Linked DNA regions of Mus musculus: region 1 is linked to region 2. Evidence: chromatin contacts called from public HiChIP or PLAC-seq data. All regions are on one chromosome and are shown on one strand. Each heading gives the region's core, a stretch centred on a gene start, on an enhancer-like site or on the middle of the called end of the contact. The rest is flanking DNA. Distances are from core to core; before and after follow the strand shown.

Region 1 (6,739 bases), core at 2,765-5,264, 110 kb after region 2:
CTGATATGAATCGTAATATAAATATTTTGGAGATAAAGGTTTGCCAAAGGGGTTGAAACCCAAAGGTTGAGAACCACTGGTCTAGATTATTTCTGGAATTTTCCATTTAATATTTTCAAACCCCAGCTGAATGATCACTAACTGAAACCACAGAAGGTCAAACTACATGGGTGGGAGCTGTGTAGAGGGAGACTATTGCGTTCAGCGTTCAGAATTTGTCTCAGCACTAGGATTTTAGAGCATATCAAGTCTACCAATTTAGCAGATTAATTTAACAGACACTAGATTAACCACTTTTAGCATACCTCCATTTTAAGAGTGTTCTTGTCAATAAATGTTAAGCTACTAACTCCTGCTCAATGTATGCTCTAGTCACATACAAGGTCTAATATTTAGTACTTACAGTTAGTGTAGGCCACGTAGACCACCAAGTATACTGCCAAATAACCCGTTTTACTGGCCTGAAGTCACAGGTTTATAATCCCAGCTACTTGGGAATCTTGGACAGGAAATTTTTAATCTAAGGCCAGCCAACCAGGACGAGTGCATTGAGACTCTACCAAAAATTGCACTTAAAAACACAGAAGGGAAGCCGGGTGTGGTGGTGCACACCTTTAATCCCAGCACTCCGGAGGCAGAGGCAGGCGGATTTCTGAGTTCGAGGCCAGCCTGGTCTACAAAGTGAGTTCCAGGACAGCCAGGGCTACACAGAGAAACCCTGCCTGTATAAAACAAAACAAAAAAATAACACAGAAGGGGCTGGCACGTGGCTCTGAATAGTGTCTGCCTACACTTCTGTGAAGCCCTGCATGCAAAGGCATGCATCACAAAACACAGAATCCATTTCCTATAAGACCATCATCATCAAAATCTCTTGAAATTCTATTTTATCCTCCAAACACAATGCATAGGGTAAGAAAGGAACTCAGGAAGAACTAGCTGAGTCCTCCCCTCTTCACATGCACTCAGGGGCCCTCAAGCCTCTTAGAAATATTGTTCTTTGTAAATTGAAATGAAACAGGAAAGGGAAAAAGAAGAACAGTTAAGAAGCAACTTACAGTTTAAAGACTTCGAAGACAACCACAATCTAAGTTTAATATTACTGTCTACAACACAGAAGTTCTTATTTCTTGGTTTGTGTAAGTATGTAACTAGGAACTTATTGCAAAACCTGTTTCCTCATCTAGAAAAGAAAGTTCAATAACTACCAAGTATTTACTTTAGGGCCTAGTACATAGTACAATATCTCAATAACTATTGCCACTGACAAAGTTAAATCAGTAATCAGTCAGGTCAGACTCCCAAATCCCATGAACTCTTTCTATTACAATTTTCTGTTAACTGTCAACACACATTCTTTCTTTTTTCTTTTTCTTTGAGACAGAGTCTCATGTAGCCCAGGTCATCCCTAAACTAAGTCTGTAGCTGAGGATGCCTTTAACTTCTGATTCCCCTGCACAAATAAATTACAAGCATTTGGCACCACATCCAGGATTGCACCCAGGGCCTCAGGCATAGTAGCAAGCACTTTACCAACTGAGCTACATCCCCAAGCCCCAACACTTATTCACAGAAGAATCGATATTTGAAAAATAAACATTTGGGGCTGGAGAGATGACTCGGCAGAGCACTGGCTGCTGCTCTTCCATAGGACCTGGGTCGAATTCCCAGCACCCACGTGGCAGCTCACAACTACAGTTCCAGGGGATCTGATCCCTCACACAGACAGACATTCAGGCAAAACACTAATGCATAACATAAAAATAAATTATTTTTTTTAAAAAAAGAAAGAATCATTTGGGAAACTGGTATTACATGGTTATTAGGGGCAAACTAAACATGTTGAACTATGTTAGTGCTAATATCTGATAACAGAACCAAGCACTTCATAGGACATGAGATTTTCTTTCTACTATCTATGAAACTACTTTAATGCCAATATAGGAATTTATATAACTAATTCTAATTCTAAATTAAATTCTCAAACTAATTCTAAATTAAAATTTCAATTTCTGTTACTGGTTGGCCTGGGCTAAGAAATCAATCATAGCGCTCCATCAGCTTGAAGCTTATCAACTTTGTTTTCAAAACTACACTGCCACGTAATATTTTCATCTGATTACAACCGTACTTAAATGAAACATATAAATTATCACTTTTCCTGCCTAATCCCATAACCAAAACAAGCACTGCTGTTCTAACAACGTTTAAAAATCTCAACTACTCCATCCTCTACCTAAACTAGTGACAAACGACTGGGGAGTGGGGAGAGCAGACACCAGGAAACACCAGGAAACGGAGTAAACAGTATCCTCCCTGCTAAACTTAGTGCTGCTGCCTGTAACACAACTACTCAGAAGGCTGAGGCAGTATCATCTTTTTTCCTCTTCTACAACTGTCATTAATGGGTTTACCATCTCAAAAAGAACTTCCAGAAACTGATGTACTTTTGAAGTTGTTGGACAAACCCTGATGGGATGTCCACACAATCTATCTTAGCAACTACAGCCTATTCAGCAAAGCAACAGTCCTCAAAAAGAATGCTACACATATATTCCAGGAAAACAAAACTGATGCCAGTTTTAGCAAAAAAGGTTTGGTTCTAATCAAAGGTGGAGCCCGTTTAATGACGTGCTGGCCCTTCCAGAATAAAATCGCACTGGAGCTAGAAAGATGGCTCAGCAGTAAAAAGTGCGTGCTGCTCTTAGGACCTAACCACTGCAGTCAGCTCACAACCACCTGTTTCAAAGGGCCTGGCCTCCGAGGGCATCCACGCCTTTCACATACATACTCAAGCACACATGTAAGTAAAAACAAATAAACTTTCACATTAGCCTCAAACCCTCTATAATTGTATTCGTCACGAAAAGGCCCCACATGTCTTGGATTTAAACAATCCTGCAGTCCTGCTTCACAGATCAAAAAAAAAAAAAATCACCATTAACATACTCAAACGTGTTCCATTCAGTTCAGAATCACATAAATTTCTGGGTTTATGACTCCAGAACCATTCATTTTGCACTAATACAAGCCACTAAATATAGCTCTAAAACATTAATGACTGGGAGCTAATTATGTAAGTGATTCATACCTCTTATGTATCCAGACACCAAGATCCTAGGGTGCTTCTGTCAGACCTAAGGGGGAAATAAACAATGAACACCTGTCACAAAAGCCTTCCAAACTGGGAAGCCCCAAACAGTTACTGTCAGTCGACAAATGCTACTCCTTCCTCCACTCCCAACTCCACACCCCACCAGAAAAGCGATCAATCAGGCCCACAGTCTGTGTGAAGGCGAGGCCAGAGAGTACGTAGCGAAAAAAGGGTCTGGGCTTTTCTAGTCCTCACGGCCCTGCGTCTCTCCCTTTAATCTGGAGTGTTGACACCTCAAGTCCGCTTTCCTTTCTGGACTTCGGTTATCGGTGTAGAGTGTGCTGATAGTAGGGTGATTTACTCGTCGGTGGCTGGGGCCGAACTAGGCTTCGGACAGTCAGCACCGGCACGGACCCATCTGGGGCCCTTCCCACATTCTTGCTCCGGGCACATCACCTTCTGGACTTTCTAGAGCGGCTGGCCTAGCGGGGCCGGCCGGCACGCAGAGGGTGCACTCCAGACCTCCACACGTACACGTGCTCCCAGACAGTGCCGGGTCTCCGCACCCCTCTCCCTGTCACACACATACCCCTTCCCAGAGAGGTGATGTCCGATTCGAGTCGAGGAAGCAGCCACAGACCCACCTGGTACCCGCCACCCGGGCGACGCCGTTCGCCTCCTCCAACCTCCCCATCACCTTCGCCTCCCGCCCCACACCCCGCTCGCCCAGTCACTCACCAGCCGCGCCGCCGTGCCGCCTTCTCCGCGGCCTCCCGGCCCGGGCAGCCAAAAGGCCGCAGGGGGCCGGGGGGCCGCTTTCGCCACCGCCGCCGCCTCTCCTCAGCCCAGCCCCATCACCCACGGCCGGCGCCGGCGGCCGCGGGTCGCTCGGGCTCGAGGGTCCGCCGCCACGCGTCGCGGCTCCGGCTGTGGGAACAGAGGCGCCGCGGCGGGGCCCGGGCCGCACCGGGCTCAGGGGCGTCCGCGCTCCGCTGTCGGCGCCCGGGGCGGCGGCGGCGGCGGCGTGCAGCCGGGCAGGGCGAGAACAAGGGAGCGCGGCGCGGAAGACCGGCAGGGGAGGAGGACGGTCTGTGCTGCGAAGCGGTCTCCCGCCGTCGGCGACGAAGCGGACCCCCTCCCCGCGGCCACGGCGCCCGGTCACGCTGCGGGGAGGGCCGGCGGGCACACGGGGAGCGCCCCGCGAGCTCAGGACTCCCGCGCCGGATGTGAGGTCACGTGATTGCCTCATCCCAGCGCCCAGCGCGGAGGGGCCGTCAGGGGGCGGGGCGACCCTCCGGTCCCGCCCACCTCCTCGCCTACGGGGCCCCCAGCCCGCCTAAGCGAGAACTGCTAGCGGGATGCTGCTCAGGACTCATTTTGCGGGAGGCGATCAACTTAGGTGTCGCTTCCCATGCGAGGAGATCGTAGTCCAAACCCCCATTTTCTAAACAAAGACACTGAGGCCCAGTGGTAAGTGCAGGCTTGTCTAGGGTGGCAATCATAAAGGACGCCTGTGCTGGCAAGGTGGAGAGCAAAGTCCTAGCTCTGGACCCAGATTCTTTCCCTCCTTTATCCCCACCTATACCAAAAAGAACACTTTAATTCCAATGGAACTCCTGGCCCAGCCCACGGGCGTGGGACAGAGAACAGTCAGGTAGGTAAGAGAGCTTCCATACGGAAGACAGCCGGGTCTCAGAGAGGAGTTTCTTCCGACAGAGCTGGAAGCAAATTAAATACTTCCCTCCACAGGAGATTTATCTTGGGGCACTGCCTCGCCCGGATGTTCAAATCGCGGTTTTGGTTTTCACTGCCTTCCGCTCCCTGTCGAGCGCGGGAAGCTGAGCCTGCCACCTGCTGCCTCCAGCTCCGCCATCTTTCCACTCTGAGTCTACCTCACCTGCATCCCAGACGCCTGGCCATCTTTGTTCTCCTACCTTCCTACAAACATAACTTTTAGCTGCTTGACTGTCTTAGAGGAGGGAACAGCTGTGTTCAGCTCCTGTTCCCATACTTGGGCACCGTCCACCAGAGGCATGGAGCATCCTGCCTCTTGGTCCGCAGCAGAGAGTAGCACCTCATTTGGGTCGGTAATGTGCCCCAGATACGTGGCCCTAATACACTTCAATGGGAACAGTAAGGATGCTGATCCTGCTTTCCAACCGCAGTGGTGAAGGGCTGGATGGCAACCACGAAATTCTTTTTACCAGGTAATGTGGACATCACAGTAAATGACGATGAGCCACAGCTGTGGCTTCCCAGCTCCTGCTCCCCATTGGGTTTCAGCCCTCCGTGTGTTCCCTAGCTCACTTGTGTTGGAGTACGTAAGTAGTCTAGGATTGAGGAAGTCTGGGTAGAACTGAAAAAACCCTGCACACACTCCTGACAGCTTCCTTAGCAGTTGGTTATTTACCTCGCAGATTTTAACAAGCACAAGCCTCTCCTGGTCCTATAAATAAAACTGTCAAGCCAACCATCCACTTAGAGTGCCCTCTTCAATTAGCCATCAAGTGTTTCTGACCCTCTTATGCACACCTCTTAAACAGTGGGTCTCCCCCTGGCCTGCCTGTACTTCCTCATTCCTCAACTCGTGGCAAACTAACCACACACACACACACACACACACAGAGAGAGAGAGAGAGAGAGAGAGAGAGAGAGAGCTCAACTGACAGTAACCCTTGACCTTGTCATCCACCATTGCAGAACTGTCCTCGGTACTACCTCTCAGCATCTCTCTGCCACATTTGACACTGTGGGTGTTCTCACCTTCTGAAATTACTCTACTGCCTCAGCTTGCAAAGGATTTTGCTCTCCCAGTTGTCAAGTCTCTGTAACTAAGACCTCTCTGCCTTCCTCCGTGGCACCAGTTGTGAAGCAGCACCTGAAATGCAGGGCAGCACCTAAGCCCCACAGCTGTGCCCACTCGGCTGCACTCAACTCTGGGAGGATCAGCTCCACCCTTGGCTTTGAACTCCCACATCAGCCAGATGCCTTTTACCAAACAGAGACTCAAATATCCAACGGCTTGTCATGCATCTCTATGGAGAGCTCACCAAGAAACACCAACAGTTGTCCAAAACCCTCTGCCTTTAAAACTGCCCCTCCCAGAACTATGAGCACTGCCATCACATAACCATTTGAATTAGGAAATTAGGAATAGATGAGTCACCCATGATGAGTCACCAAGCCCTATCTGTTTCACGTCAAATTCCTACCTCCATTCCTCTGGCACCCATTCTTTCTAAGCTATGCCTCTTTGGCAGCCTCCAACGGCCTTCTTTGGATGAACACATCCTCCACACTGCCTCCAAAGTCCTGTCTAAAATGCACAACTACTTAAAGTCCTAAGGTCAATGCACTCAGGTTTTTTTTTTTTTTTTTTTTTTTTTTTTTTGGTTTGCTATTACATGTATTTGTGGGGGTGAGGGACACATCATGGCACAAGAGCAGATGTCAGAGGGCAATCTTATTATGGAGTTGGTTCTCTGGTTGCATGCTGTGGGTCCCAAGGATGGAACTCAGGTGGTCAGGCTTGGTACCTGCCTGCCATTCCACAGGCCAGCACTGGGGTTTTAAAACACAGTAGGAGCCGGGCGTGGTGGCACACACCTTTAATCCCAGCACTCGGGAGGCAGAAGCAGGCAGATT
Region 2 (6,556 bases), core at 3,397-5,896:
AAGGACAGATGGCTCCCCTGGACGTGGACGCGGCCCCTCCCCAAGAGTGGAAACGCTTGAACAAGGGCTCCGGCTGTGGGTCTCTTTGCAGAAACACCCTGTGACTCACAGGTGAATGGGTAATTAGCCTTGAAGCCCTGGGCTTTGCTGGTTGGGAGCTGGGGCTCTCTTGGATTAGTCCCATCATTCATGTTAACTAAACAGTGTTCCCTGGAAAGAGACTCCTCATTTCAATGCCACCGAGACTCTTGAGAGGGCCATGGAGAGAGACCCTTACTCTACTCTGGCCTTGACATTAACAACCTGAGTTTAGGTGAATTCTGCCTGCCTCGGTTTTCCCTTCCGTAAACGCTTCCGATGCCCTTATAGCACTAGGGTGCTTCAGCTGGAGGCAAGGGAAGCTGGGGGGAAGGCTCACCTTTCTCCCATCCTCTCTCCCTCACGAAGAGCCACCTGGCTAGGCCTCACTTGCACGCCAAGGCTTGAAAACCACACTTCCTCAAGCCTGCTTGCTTAAAACGTTTCCCTGGCAGGGAAATCCCATGAGTTAATCGTTCTATCTTCACACAGACCAAGACCCGAGGAGCTTAAATGGCCTCTCCTGCCCTTCCCAGTGCATCTGAGAGAACTAAGACCCTCAAAGAAGATCTCCCCCCATACCTGTGACACTCCAAGAATGGCTTCCTAAGCAAGGCCTCTTCTCAAGTGAGATGGACCCCAGGCCACCCAAGAGAGGCCAGGCTTGGTACTGCCTCCCCACTCCCACCTAGGACTGTCCCCATCTTGGCTGCTCCTTGGGGCACAGTCAAAGAGAAGTGAGGTCAGAGAGGCTAAACACAGATGGAATTCAGACCTCAGTGTCTACATCTTGTTTCTCTCTCACACACACACACAGACACTCACACATGATCTATCACACATACTCACATACACTTGCACTCTCTCACATACACACATTAACACATACAAACTCACACACATTCACACTCACACACATTCACACAGACACTCACACATACTCTATCATACACATACATGCTCATGTAGACATAAACTCTCTCTCACACACATACACACACTAATACATACAAACTCTCACCCACTCACACACAGACACTCACACACACACAGACACTCACACATGATCTATCATACATACTCACATACACATAAACTTTCTCATACATACATACATACACACACAACAACACATACAAACTCTCTCTCACACACACACACACACGCACACTCACACAGACACTCATACACTCACACACAGACACATACACTCTATCATACACACACTCACACACACACTCACATACATATAAACTCTCTCACACATACAACACTAACAGATATAAACTCTCTCTTACACACACACACACACACACACACACACACACACACACGCACACTGGTCTGAGAACCTTGTTGACTAGATCTGATGTCTTAGCACCGCTGCTGGGTCTGTGAAGTGACCTAATGCATGCAATATACGGAGACTGGTTCTGGGAACAAAGTGGCTTTCCATAAAAGCAAGGGGCTATTATTACTGCTTTGTTGTTGAGCAAAATTGGCTCTCTGGAGGCTCCACCCACAGAACTCCTAACTTCTAGGTTGGGCTGAGGGTTAGACTCACACACAGTAGGGACTCCCTATTCAAGTGTCCACAGACCACACTCAGAAGTACCTCACATGTGATCCAGACTACCCGGGAACCCTTGGTCACATCCTGTGTCATTTCCCACCAAGAACAGAGAAGCAATGGGAAAACAGGAGGCTGACGGCTGCTTCACCTCTAGGTGCATCTCTGAGTTTGCCTCTCTCAACTGCAATTTGCAGATAGCTCTACTTGAGCCTATAAGCTGCTCCCAGATACAGTTTATGGAGTCCAGGACACCACGGGTACAAGACCCTTTTGAAGTCATCTCCCTGGACCATTTGGCTGTTTTGTAGATCAGAAATTGATGGGTCCTGAGAGAGGAGGGGTCACACAGGCAACTTGAAGACTCAAGGGCCTGGTGGACCTCTGAACCTCATCATAACGCTACTACAGAGCTATGTCTCAGGCAGTAGGTGGGGGGAGGGGGAGGAGCCAGCCTTGCCCCTCCCCTAGCCTGATTGGCTCATGTAATCACCCTCCACCTACCCAGCATTATTAGCTACACCCAAGTTGGGCCCCCAACTCATTCTGCAGGCAACTTTATCCTCTGAGGCTGCCCTGATGGTGTGTTGTTTAGCGTCACGGGAGTAAGCTGGAAGAAGGGAGAGAAGGTTCAGAGGGGGTGGGGGGAGGGGCACCAGGAGGGTTGAGCCTGGAAAACACAGCCCATGACTTGGGACTTCTCTACTCCAGACACAAAGCACCCTTAAATCCCTGGACAGGACCTTCACAGCCTCATCCTCCCCGGGGCCTTCAAAAATCCTTGTTTTGCTTTTTAAAATAAGAAAAGAGCAGCCCCTCCCCAGGCCCTCTGTGGGAACCCTCCCAAGCCTGGGGCAAGCCTAGCCCGGCTTCCTGCAGAGGCCAGAGCAGGGCTGTAATTTGCTTCCAAGAGCTATAAGAGTTGTAACTGCCCAGCACAACAGCAGGAGTTGTGTCTGAAGTGGGGACTTTCATAAGAAGCCAGAGTCTCTTTTGAAACTCAGTCTACAGAGACCACTTCTCAGTGGAGCACCTTAGGTCTGAGAGGGAAATGGTATGGTCTCTGTTTAGCCCCGTGCTCCACAGCCGAGGCAGGCACTGGAACCTGCAGCTTCAGGGGTTCTTCTGAAGTCTGGAGGCAGGGAGGCAAATTGTCATCTGTAATCACAGCCTTGGCGTGTTCGCTGGCAGGACAAGCCCTGGGCAGTGCGTCTCCCATCTCTCTCTCTCATCTCTGCACATCTGGATCTACTTCCACTTCAGGCTTCACATCCTCCATTGACAGAGCTAATCTGGGTAGTGTCCCCAAGCCCCGGGAGGAACCTTCCTATACTTGCTGTGGGGTCTTCTCAGAGCTCTTCCTGGCCACGACCCTCTCAACATGCCTTCCCTGTCACAGTTGTTGCTGAGCCCAGCAGCTGACTCATGACCACAGGCAAATTGAACTGTCTGGTCCTGAATCTACTCCAGATGTTCAGGCGATGCAGAAAAAGAGACCTGCTTAAGGAATTTCCAAGTCACAGAGCAGGGACACCCACACATCCGAGAGCTGCCTGCAATGGGTAGTGCCAGCTAGAAATCCCTGGCAGGCAATGCTCAGCACCTTGAGTTCTTGTGTTATCTCAGCAGTCACGGTCTGCCCTAGGGTAGTGCATTTGGCCCTAAAGGTAGAGCCGCTCAGGTTGGAGGGTCCCGAAGGCTCTCCTTTTCCACAGCTCACTCCTCTTCATTTTGGGCAGAGACACAGATAAGGGGTGAGATTAAAACCCACCCAGTTTGTGCGTGGTAGTATATGCCTTTAATCCTAGCACTTGGGAAGTAGGGTAAGAGGATCTCTGTGAGTTTGGGGCCAGCCTGGTCTACATAGTGGGACCCTGTCTTAAAACCAAACAAAACAAACTCACCTAGTCAGCTGTGGTTATAGCTAAGTAGTAGACTGCTTGTTTAGCATGCTTGAGATCCTGAGTTTGATCCTCAGCACCAAAATACATACAAATAAACATACATACATACATACATACATACATACATACATACATACATACCGACACCTGATTTTTTTTCTTGGTTTTTCGAGACAGGGTTTCTCTGTATAGCCCTGGCTGTCCTGGAACTCACTTTGTAGACCAGGCTGGCCTTGAACTCAGAAATCTGCCTGCCTCTGCCTCCTAAATGCTGGGATTAAAGGCGTGCGCCACCACGACCAGCGAGACACCTGATTCTTATCACAAACCTACCTCCAGCATCTCCCTCCCAAAGGCATCAGCCCTGGACCCTGTGACACATCTAGATGATCAGAATGGGATCATCTAAGCTACACACAGAGTTAGAACCTGGACACTTAAAACTTCAACTGGGTTCCAAATTGGCACTCCTGACTAGAGACTGCATATCCGCCTGAGTCCAGCAGTATAAATGTAACACTGTAAATCTACCACAAGTAGAGGGCCGATTTCTCCCAGGCAGAAACCTTGTGAGTTCACCATCCTGGACAGATCTATATGCAGAGTCCCCTTTAAGTGGCTACCTCTGTAGGCTCAATGGAAATGATACAGGTTCCAACAGCCAGAACCTTAGAGAAACTCCTGCCCTTGTGGATCTGGTCTCCCGGAGTAGGTAAACCGGGTGCTTCAGTTAACTTTCAACCAATTTCCTGCAGGTCAAAAGCTCTCCCCGCTGCACTCCAGGCTCACTTCACAGACCATAAAGTCAAGGAAAGCGAAACAGGGCATCAAGATTCACAGCTAGACACTAGGACCGGCTCACCCAGCTCCTGCGCGGGCTGGACCAGTCCAGGTCCTCAGAGCATCCCAGGCACGCGCCAGCCCTGCTCCTTGTAGAGTCTCGGGATCCTATCGTCAACCGGGATGTGGGGCGCGGCCGGGATGGGGGGTGGGCGGGCACCCACTTACCAGCAGCTCCACGAGGCTGCCGGGTCAATAAGAAGGAGGCGGCGAGGAGAGGAGGCGGAGGACCGGACCGGCTCAAGACTGCAGCATGAGTGAGGGCCTTCTGGGTCCTCCCTGTCATTTAAACAGCCCCTCGTGAGTCACCGCACGGGGCAGTGTCGGCCTGCGGGGCGGGGCAACCTCTGGGAGCATCATCAGGGAATTGTGTTCAAGTTGAAGGGGCGTTCATCGACTGCACTTGAAAATAAGTTTCTTCTTTGCCTCTCCTTCCCCATCTCCTTCGGACTCGCTGTGTCCAGTGTGACACTGGAAAGGGGTTTTCTGCCACCGCAGTAGGACTGAGTAACTGGGACCCAGCTCTTGCCTTAGGCACCAGTTCAGGTTGTGATTGAAGTCGGGCTTTCTGTGACCTTTTAGTCCACTCTCTGCTTCCTTCTCCATCCCCCTTCCTTTTCTCCCCCAGCCCCGAATTCTAAAATTTGTATATAGAAATAACTCCAATTTTAGAGAAAATATGCAAGAACATTATAAGGCACACTCGAATGTGTCATCCAATTCAGCCACTGCTAATATTTTGGAAAAGGCATTTAAGTTCTTAGGAAAAATATAGTTCCCTCCACCATATCTCTTTTAAAAGTAGCATTTCATGTCCCTCCGAGGTTATCTTCTGTACCTATGCTGCTGCTCCTGGGTGCGTGCAGGATATGTTCCTGGGCTGTGAAGGTGGTGACTGAGAACGAGGGCTTGTCTGCCTTTCACCTCTGTACCACAGCATGCCCTGATTCCCTACCTTCCCACGGTCCCTACCCCAGTAGGAAACCAGGAGACCATGCTGGTTCTATTCAAAGTGTCCCAGAGAGAGCCGGAGGAAGAGGGTAGAGGAGTCACGGCTGGGGAGGGGGCCGTCAGACCTCTGCTTAACAAAGCATTTAAAGGTTGTAGCTGCCTTGGCTCCGTTTACCTTCTCCGCCTAGTGGCCAGAACAATGCCTGCACCCACCGGGCAGCTCCTGGAATGCGAGAGCCTTAATTAATGTTTGCAGGGCGCTTTGAGATCTGCGATGAAAGGAGAGACATAAAAGTGCAGTGTTATTACTGAGACAGTCACTTGGTGGCTTACCGTGGTCAAGCCCTGCTGCCTGAATCATGCCTTGCCGGTGTCACCATGAATCACAGCCAGAAACAAAAGTGCTCTGGCTATTAACCGAGGAGAGCGCTGCCGCCACACCCCAGTCCCAGCTCCCCCACCTTAGCATCCTATCCCACTACGATTCCACAGAAGAGCATCTTCCTTCTTGCTGTCAACCTTTGGAGCCTCCGCATCTTTTGTTTGTTTGTTTTTTGTTTTTGTTTTTGTTTTTGTTTTTTTGAGACAGGGTTTCTCTGTGTAGCCCTGGCTGTCCTGACCAGGCTGGCTTCAAACTCAGAAATCCACCTACCTCTGCCTTCCAAGTGCTGGGATTAAAGGCGTGTGCCACCACTGCCGGCGGCGTGGTCTCCTGGTTTCCTACTGGGGTAGGGACCGTGGGAAGGTAGGAATCAGGCATGCTCAGGTTGTGGTACAGAGGTGAAAGGTAGACAAGCCCTCGTTCTCAGCCTCTACATTTTGAACCCAGGGCCATCAACTTCCCACCCATGGACCTCCAAAAATAAGACTATTTCCCTTGTCCTGTATTCTTCCTTCATTTCCTACACACAGTTACTGCGCTAGGCTGTCGTTACTGTGCTGGGAAGTCAACACTGGGAACATTTAAGGATGGCCATTCACAGAGCACAGCTGTAAGATGGGTGTCCTGAAGGACCTGTACCACAGTTCCGTATTGCTTTCTCTACATCTTACCTTTCCATCATGTCACAGCGATGGTCAGAGCTAGGTGACACCTTCTGTGGAGTTTCCCAGTGTTTTGCAGGATAAGACGGCATCATAGACACAAGCGGTGAAAGCCAAAAGTATCCCTAGACATTGCCAAATGTCCCCTTCTGTTGGGAAGGGTGGAAGC

Evidence for each region. HiChIP or PLAC-seq counts read pairs in DNA pulled down with a chosen protein or histone mark.
Region 1: a contact with region 2 is called in an H3K4me3 HiChIP or PLAC-seq map of embryonic stem cells, with 21 read pairs. The contact joins the promoter of Atp13a3 here to the promoter of Lrrc15 in region 2. A contact is called at or near these places in 1 of 39 promoter capture datasets (embryonic stem cells), 2 of 484 Hi-C or Micro-C datasets (the N1E-115 cell line and embryonic stem cells), 3 of 115 datasets of contacts at active chromatin or transcription factors (embryonic stem cells and pancreatic cancer cells) and 2 of 9 other capture datasets (adipose tissue and pancreatic islet).

What each region holds. Positions count from the first base shown.
Region 1 is chr16:30,384,516-30,391,254 of GRCm38.p6, forward strand. Atp13a3 (ATPase type 13A3) reads right to left here and starts at 4,015. Exons shown (of 34, transcript NM_001128096.1): 1 at 3,833-4,015; 2 at 3,092-3,137.
Region 2 is chr16:30,278,608-30,285,163 of GRCm38.p6, forward strand. Lrrc15 (leucine rich repeat containing 15) reads right to left here and starts at 4,647. Exons shown (of 2, transcript NM_028973.2): 1 at 4,561-4,647.